2 separate regions of the Mus musculus genome follow, and region 2 is linked to region 1. A link is a contact called in public Hi-C data. All regions are on one chromosome and are shown on one strand. Each heading gives the region's core, a stretch centred on a gene start, on an enhancer-like site or on the middle of the called end of the contact. The rest is flanking DNA. Distances are from core to core; before and after follow the strand shown. Region 1 has its middle 7.3 kb from the start of Hepacam. Region 2 has its middle 15 kb from the start of Olfr878.

Region 1 (3,910 bases), core at 256-2,755:
AGTATGCTTGCCTAGAATGCATGAAGCCCTGGCTTGGATCCCCATCCTCACACAAAACTGAGAAACAGCCATAATCCTAGCTTTCAGAAGATGGAGGCAGGAGGATCAAGCAGTTCAAGATTTTACATATCTACATAGTACATTTGAGGCCAGACTTACTGAAGGAGATTCTATTATTAAAACACACATGCACACGCACATGTGCACAGCACACACACACACACACACACACACACACACACACACACATACTTAAAAGTAATTTGTAAATAGCAATCCAAATGTACTACTACTAATCTACTACTCACTGGAAGTTTAGATACAGCTTCCCCAACTGTACTTAAGCTCCTAAATAGGGATAGTGCCAACTATTACTGATTTTGATTTTGGGTGCTGGGACTGATCCCAGGGCCTTGTGCATGCCAAGCGCATGCTCCACCACTGAGCTCCTGCCGAGGCCAGTTACTGCTTTTGAATATGCCGCTTCCCTCCCCGTGGTCCACCATTCTTAATGTTTAGGACATAGAGTTCTTTTCACACAGTAGGCAATTATTGGATGCTGGCCAGCTAATTTTCATTTCTGTGCCTCCCTCATTGAGAGGCGGATGAGAAGGGAGATGGAGAAGGAACCCTTGCCTGGGATGGTGTTGGTGGGTGGACACCATCTGAGGACCAAAGAGAAAGGAGACAATGGTGCTTTTGAGGAGTGGGCATCATCTGTGGCTTCCTGTGATTCACAGCCTGTTTATAGCCAACACCAAAGCCTTACAAGCATGGGGCTCCAGAGATGCTCCCTAGAACAGCCTTAAGTTTCGAGGGCAGCATCTTAAGTAGGTCAGAGAAAGCTGGCTGGTTCTCTCCAACTCTTTAAGGCCAATTAATTTCTTCCCTTTGTTCCTCTGGAGAGCTTCTTGAATAGGGCACGTTTAGCAACCATAGCCACAAGTCTAAGTTCCTCTGGGTTTCTGAGGGGGTGGAAATTCTATTCAGAAATCAAATATTTACTCTCAGCACAAAAGACTTTGATGTGTTTTCAGCTTCCAGGACAGAAATGAGTGCACCTTCTTTCAACCTCTCAAACTTTACCCAGGAGCCCTGGATCCCTTGGGGGCATTACATATTTCTCCTAAGAAACCCTGCAGCATTTGGAGATACATATCTCCTCAGAAACCCTTTCCTCTGAGTGTCTTATCATATATAGACAAATATCCAGGCAGCCAACCCCCTGTTCAGGGTGATGGGCCTAGGAAGGGGAGGGGATGCCTTCTGACTCCTCTACTTTCTATTTGATATTTCTCAGAAGCCACTTAGATAAGGCCACCTAGGGAAACTTTAGAAAGAAAGGAGGGGGGGGGGAATGTCCTTGGAGAGGGCCATTCCTCACTGTCCAAGCTTCAAAAAGCTTGTTTTGCACTGAGAGAGCTACTTAATCTGCCTCTTGTGTTCAGAAGTTGCTGGTGAGGCCCAGCCCTGCCTCCTCACAACAAAACTGCACACAAATTCCTTGTTTCCCAGGCAACGCTTCTCAGCTCTACAAACTAGCTGGCTGCTGTTTGCCCTGCAGCCTCTCTCCACCACATCGAATTGAACTGAGAAAAGCAGCAACTACAGCACTATTTGTGCACAGGCTTACGAATCAAAACTAAAAATACCTTTGGCAATAGTGGGGAGGGAACAAGGAGGGAGCAAAAAGGGCTGTCTCACATCCTGAACTTAGTTACTAAGATGGCGGTAAAAAGCTGGACCAGAGTTGAGATTCAAGTACATGGGAGAAGGACTTCATGCATCGATTAGGCCACTAATACAGAGAAAGGCCTAAGTTTTCTTGATTGTCAATCTGGAGTCCTTGGTTTAATCTGTCGTAGCTACATGATCTTCTTAGCAAGTTGCTAACCCTTTGGAAGTTTAGGTTTTCTTTGTAAAATAAGGTTATTTATATTCGTTAAAGTAGGTGCTAGGAAAAATGGATTAATAACTACAAGTACAGAGTCAGTTGAACAGAAAGAAACAAACACACACACACAGTGTGGGGGCAGGGAGTTACGAAAGGAAAGACACTTGGGTGGGATGTTTCCATAGAAGGTCCTGTGTAGATGTCTGGGAAATTATCCTGCTTTTACCCTCAGCAGCAGCTCTGACCATGTCTGGTAGTAGTGATGTAGTTAGTGATGGATAAGTATCCCACCTTTCTTGCCCCGCAATGGGGTTGGATAAGTCTGAGACACATTCTTCACTGCTTTCCAGAGTCCTCAGGAAGGTTAAATCCTAATTGTCCACAATGGAAATCCACAATGGAAATCTGCATGATAGGCTGGCTACTTTCATTGACTTCCTTCACTTCTGTGTCTCATTCTCCAACATATGACAACCTGTTGTTTACTCTGTTTTCCTAGCTGGAATTCACATTCCCCTTCCAAGCGTGTAGGTTCCTGTGGGGATAGGACTGAGGTTCCTGCTCCTTTGCTGGCTGTTGATGGCTCTTAGCTCCTAAAAGTGACATAGTGCCTTGCCATGTGACCCTCACCACCAAGCAGTGTACCTCTTCAAAGTCAGAAAGACAATCTCTCTCTCTTTCTCTCTCATTTGCATTAGTGTGACTTAATCAAGCAAATGACTAACTTATTACTGTGGTGGGGCTGTTCTGTTGTTAAGAGAGAAAGGAAGGGGGCTGGGAATCAAACCCAAGACCTTGTGCATGCTACACACATAGAATGTTTAAGTGCGGTATGGCTGAATCTGGGAGGACTTAAGGGAATTGAGGTGAAAATGATCAAGACACATTGTGGGAAATGCTCAAAGAATTGGTAAAAACATATTTTTAAAAAGAATGTGAGTGGGATGCATTTTAAGAATGTGAGTGGGACCAATTTTTCTGAAGGCTGGTGGGGGATGGGTGAGGCATGACTATACTGCAATCCTGGGGACCATGTTGGGATCTGTGGTCCATGGGGCTACTGGAGACCATGAGGAAGTCCATGCCACTGGAAACCATGTGAAAGTCTATGATCCATGCATGCTGCTTCTGCCTGTTCTGGACAAGGAAGCTTCTTTTGCAGTGGTATCAATGACTGCAGACTCATAATTAAGAATGAGAGACATTGAAGGCTTCTGTGACACACACACACACACACACACACACACACACACACACACACACACACCAAAAAAGAAAGTCTAGACAGGAAGCCATTGAAGAGAGTCCTTAAAAATTGTGATAAAGATGATGACGTGTAGCTTTTCACAGTTGATGGCTTCTGGTGTGGGGATGGGAAGGACTCAGTTGTCTTTAAGGAACTGGCCATTGGGAATTTGACCATGCTCCAGTGAATATATGGACAACACAGATTTGACTTGGTGTACTTTCCTTCTTTTTTGAGGGGGGTGTACAAGAGTGGGAGGGTACACATGGAAGGAATGGGGATCAAGGGTTGTTGGGGTGCATTGTATGAAATTCCCAAATAATCAATAAAAATATTATCTTAGGGAGAAACCTATACCCCCAGCTGTTCTCACAGCTGTTTCTCTCTTATCTCCTCTTTCTGGCTTTACTTCTTTCCTTTCCACTCTTTTCCATCCCAAATTCAGGTTTATTTCTAATGCAGAGTAGTTTCTCTTTTAATTCCTTGACTATGCTCAAGGCCTTACTTATCTCTCCATGTGGAATTTAGGGGTTTTTTTGTTTGTTTGTTTGTTTGTTTGTTTGTTTGTTTGTTTTTTTGTTTTGCTAAAGAAAATTCCCTTCCACAGTGCAATTTTGATGACATTTGTGGAAGGGCTGGTTTTTGTTGTTGGTGTTTGGATTTTTTGTGTGTTTGTTTGTTTTTGTTTTATTTCTTCAGTTTTGTTTTTTTCCATTCTACTGCCAAAGAATACTTAAAGTTTGGTGAAGGAGACAGATATGATTCAAATA
Region 2 (4,006 bases), core at 1,028-3,527, 570 kb after region 1:
TTGTTCTGGTAAGCATTTAAAACCAGAGAACACAGAAATTAAAACCATCTTTTATGTAATTGTGGATTAATCAAATCATTCATTCCGCATTTATCATGTTTCTAGTGTGTTATGTGACTAGGTGCTAGGATTCGGCAGGAATCAATATATCAAAAAGTACTTAAGAGTACTTAAAAGAGTGAACATTCAGTTAACAGTTATGCTGCACTCATTTTTTGGTACCTTGTTTGTATTATGATTGTCATGTCTTTTCTATTTTGTCTCTTTTTTTTTCTTTTTTGTTTTGTTTTTCCGAGACAGGGTTTCTCTGGATAGCCCTGGCTGTCCTGGAACTCACTTTGTGGACCAGGCTGGACTCGAACTCAGAAATCCGCCTGCCTCTACCTCCCAAGTGCTGGGATTAAAGGTGTGTGCCACCAGCCCCGCTTGTCTTTTTTCACTAGGCAATTTAGACAGTGCCCATTAAGGATTTGCAAATTAAATGCATTCAAACCTTTTAATTTAAATGTTGATCTAAAGAACACTTTCAAAAGTTTATGTTTTTTTAATAAGGCATTGAAATTTTATATAAGGAGTTATATAAAATCCATGGTTATACATTTCAGAGCTTGAAAAAGATTCAGAATATGAATTAGCAGCGAAATCCTCCTCCCTCCCGCTTCCTTTTCGCCTTGATCGATGTTATTGAGTCACTAGCACCACCTGGTGGCTACTTAAGTGAACCTCCTGGCGTAGTGGTTTAGTGTTTGCTGAATCTTCTCAGTTATGTCTTTATACTTTGTAGGGCTAGGCATTGTGTCCTTGTGTGTGTGTGCATGTGTGCACATGTGTGTGCATGCGCGCGCGCGCGTCTGTGTATGTACAAAACCACTTTAAATACTTTACCTGCTGTAATTAAAATGTGCACAATGTTCTTTAAAGCAAATATATCTGCTTTAAAACTATACAATGGGCTGATCTACTAACTGTACAAGGATCTACTAACATGCCAACTGGAAGATTTTGTCTTTGTAAAGTGAATTAGTTTCTGGACATCAAGAAGGGTCATGCATTCTTTATACAAATTCTCCATACTTCATATGTTTTAAGAACTCAAATGAACTTATTTATGACATTTTGAAGGCATATGGATTTTACAGTTGATTGAGTTGCCACTTGATATAGTTTGAGGAGCTTGTCTTTGTTGGGTCTGTGATGTCCTTTATCTGGGGAGAATTAGATCACCTTTCCTTCAGGTAACTGTGCCAAGACATAGCTATACAGAAATGGAATGTTTATTCACCAGAGCTGTCTTGCATCTTTCACCATGGACTTGAGTGATACTAGTCCTGAGATTTTAAAATGACAAATGATTCATTAAGTTGCATAACATCCAAAGAACTCTCACTAATTAATACAAAAATTCAACTCCTGAGAAATCACTTACAAATTTCTGAGACCCTCTAGAGATGTCTGGTAGTCCTGCCTTCTGGGCCTCTCATTTCCTCCTCTCCACACAGATTGGCTGCTTTCCAGATGCTGGCCACCTTTATCTCTTTGTTTCTTTATTACTTTTCTGTATAAGAAGCATCTAAATGAGCCCTAGAGGCATTCTGGGTCCTTCACTTGGTTCTGCTGAACAGAACTGAATCATTTAGGCACCTTCCCACATCTCCTGGAGTGATCATTCCAAATAATAAATGTGGATGCAAAACTGATCATTTTGCCATGAATTCAGGAAGACTACCAGTTCATCAGGCACCATGAACCATCTTTGGTCTTCCTAGATGTTGCTGTATAAGTATTGAGTTTACTGTCTTTGGTAAATATCACCTTTAATGAACATTTACTATGAAACTTGTAAACAAATATATAAACGATAATGAGAATCCAATAAATCACAGACTAAAAACATTCCTACATTTTGTTAAGATATACACATAATGTAATAATATAAATGGTATTAAGCTTATGTATTGGGCAAATATATTTTGGATGCTATTAATGTACCCAGCCAAACCTTACCGTACTGTGAGTTCTGTGGATAGGAGACTCTGCTTTGTTTGTTTCACATGCCAAGTTTACCACCTGCTGCTACTATGAATAACTGAATGAATAGATTATTAGTAGCATCTCTATTTGCTTAGGTAATTTAGGAAAGTCATTGTTAGAGCAGCAAATGTGGTGTGTGCTATTTTCATAAATATAAACAAGAATCTCTATGGAAAACTCAGCAAGGCTTTCTCATGCTGTTTCCTATGGTGAGGACTCAGTCTCTATACTCTTCCCCAGTTACACAGATTTAAGCTTTAAAGGTTGTGCTCAGCTGCTTCATCCATATTCATTTCTGAGCCCAGAATAACCAAGATGGTGTCAAAAGATGAAACTGCAATAAATTTAGTTTGAATATCTTACTTAGCTTTTATTCACAGTTCTGGAATCCAGCAGTTCTCAGAACTAGAGCAGGCTCAAAGAACTCTGGGGCTACCATGATTACACATATATGGACTGGAAACAGAAAGGATGGTCTGACTGGTTCAAGCTAAGGGCTTTGCCTATTCATCTGTCTGCTTATGATGAGCTGTAGCCCAGCAACTATGATGACTGAGGACTTATTTATATGTTCTGTGCTGGGGCATAAGTTCATTAAGAAGAAATGCTGTATGGATGCATTTTCAAGGCCTGAATCTAATTGAAATTTATCAATGGGCAATATGAATTGAGTGTGTACATTAATAGGCAGCAACCTGTGTGCCTAAACTCCACACTAGGTCATTATGTGTTGAATATTCTCAAACCTACCTTCTCTTGGGCCTGCTGCAGTTTCCTCTGTCTCCTTCTATGGGTACCTTGGATTCCTGATTATAATCCACTCCCTTCTGGAACTGATTGGATGCTTACCTGAAATACTGAGCTGCACTTTAACTATTATCCACAATTAACCAACATTAACATTTTGTTATATTTTGTTCCCATTCTAATTTGTAATCAACATATAATTTTCCACTGTGGACCCGATATTCCTGGTATGTATCTTGCCTGTTACATGTGAATCCTTTCTTTTGCTGTTCCTTTTAGAACATCCCCTGCTTTATTCCCACAGTTCTCAGAGATGTCACATTACATGCCTCTATCTTTGTTTAACTTACTCCCTTCTTGTATTATCTGTCTAAATATTATTTTCTTCATTGAGACTCCCAACCTCTTAAGCCAATCCATTTGCACATCAATGTGCGTGCATGTACAAAATAGCTTTGAATACTGTCTTGGACTTGAAACACTTTCAGGACAAAAACCTTATTTAAATAATTTGTCTTCATACCAAGTTATCAATGGTGCTTTGCTATGGAAGGAGAAGATTTCTAACATTGGAAATACACAGTAGAGGATAGCGGTGAGGCAGAAGACAATGAATATCACATGATACATGGTATTCCTTAATTATCCTCTACTCTAATGTTAATTTTGAAAAAAAAACATGTATTTCAGAGTACAGGAAATATAATTAGCAGTATGTTGGATTGGGGTGGACACCAAAGAGTTATATTGTTCTTACCAAACGTTCTCAGAGTGTGATTTGACTGTAGCATTAATTAGGTAATATATACACTTAATTAGTAATACAGGTGAACTGGATTTTTTTGATTTTGTTCTACCCTATAATTTTGAAAATTCATGTTTTACCTAATTATATCCCAAACTGCAACACACGAGGCTGATATTTTATGAAAAATGACTCATTATTGGGAGCGACAATAATGTCATAGCTTGCCACAATAGGAAATTTAGATGTTTCCTTTTGAAAGGTCAAGTACCTGTGGAGATTTTATGCCCTAACATAGAGGGATGCTGGAGCAGTGGGGCAGGAGAGGGTGGGTGGGTTGGGGAGCAACTTCATGGAGAGGGGGTGAATGTGGCATGGGAGTTTGTGGAGGAGCAACAGGGAAGTGGGATATCATTTGAGATGTAAACAAATGGAATGAATTAAAAAAAACAAAACAAAACAGAAAGGCTGCAAAAACCATTA

The links. A called contact is a pair of places that touch in the nucleus more often than the background predicts.
Region 2: a Hi-C map of cortical neurons shows a contact between it and region 1, with 2.6 times the contacts expected there. The contact joins two enhancer-like sites. A contact is called at or near these places in 6 of 39 promoter capture datasets (the 3T3-L1 cell line, the HPC-7 cell line, cranial neural crest and 3 more), 1 of 484 Hi-C or Micro-C datasets (cortical neurons) and 1 of 115 datasets of contacts at active chromatin or transcription factors (astrocytes).

Annotation. Positions count from the first base shown.
Region 1 is chr9:37,358,321-37,362,230 of GRCm38.p6, forward strand. No RefSeq gene overlaps it. Among named protein-coding and RNA genes, the nearest start is that of Hepacam, 7.3 kb to the right of the region's middle. Within about 2 kb of position 1,506, at least 135 of the 459 cell types and tissues checked have an H3K27ac peak or open chromatin away from gene starts, as enhancers often do. A contact at or near this core is called in cortical neurons, where this site is marked.
Region 2 is chr9:37,932,009-37,936,014 of GRCm38.p6, forward strand. No RefSeq gene overlaps it. Among named protein-coding and RNA genes, the nearest start is that of Olfr878, 15 kb to the left of the region's middle. Within about 2 kb of position 2,278, at least 5 of the 459 cell types and tissues checked have an H3K27ac peak or open chromatin away from gene starts, as enhancers often do. A contact at or near this core is called in cortical neurons, where this site is marked.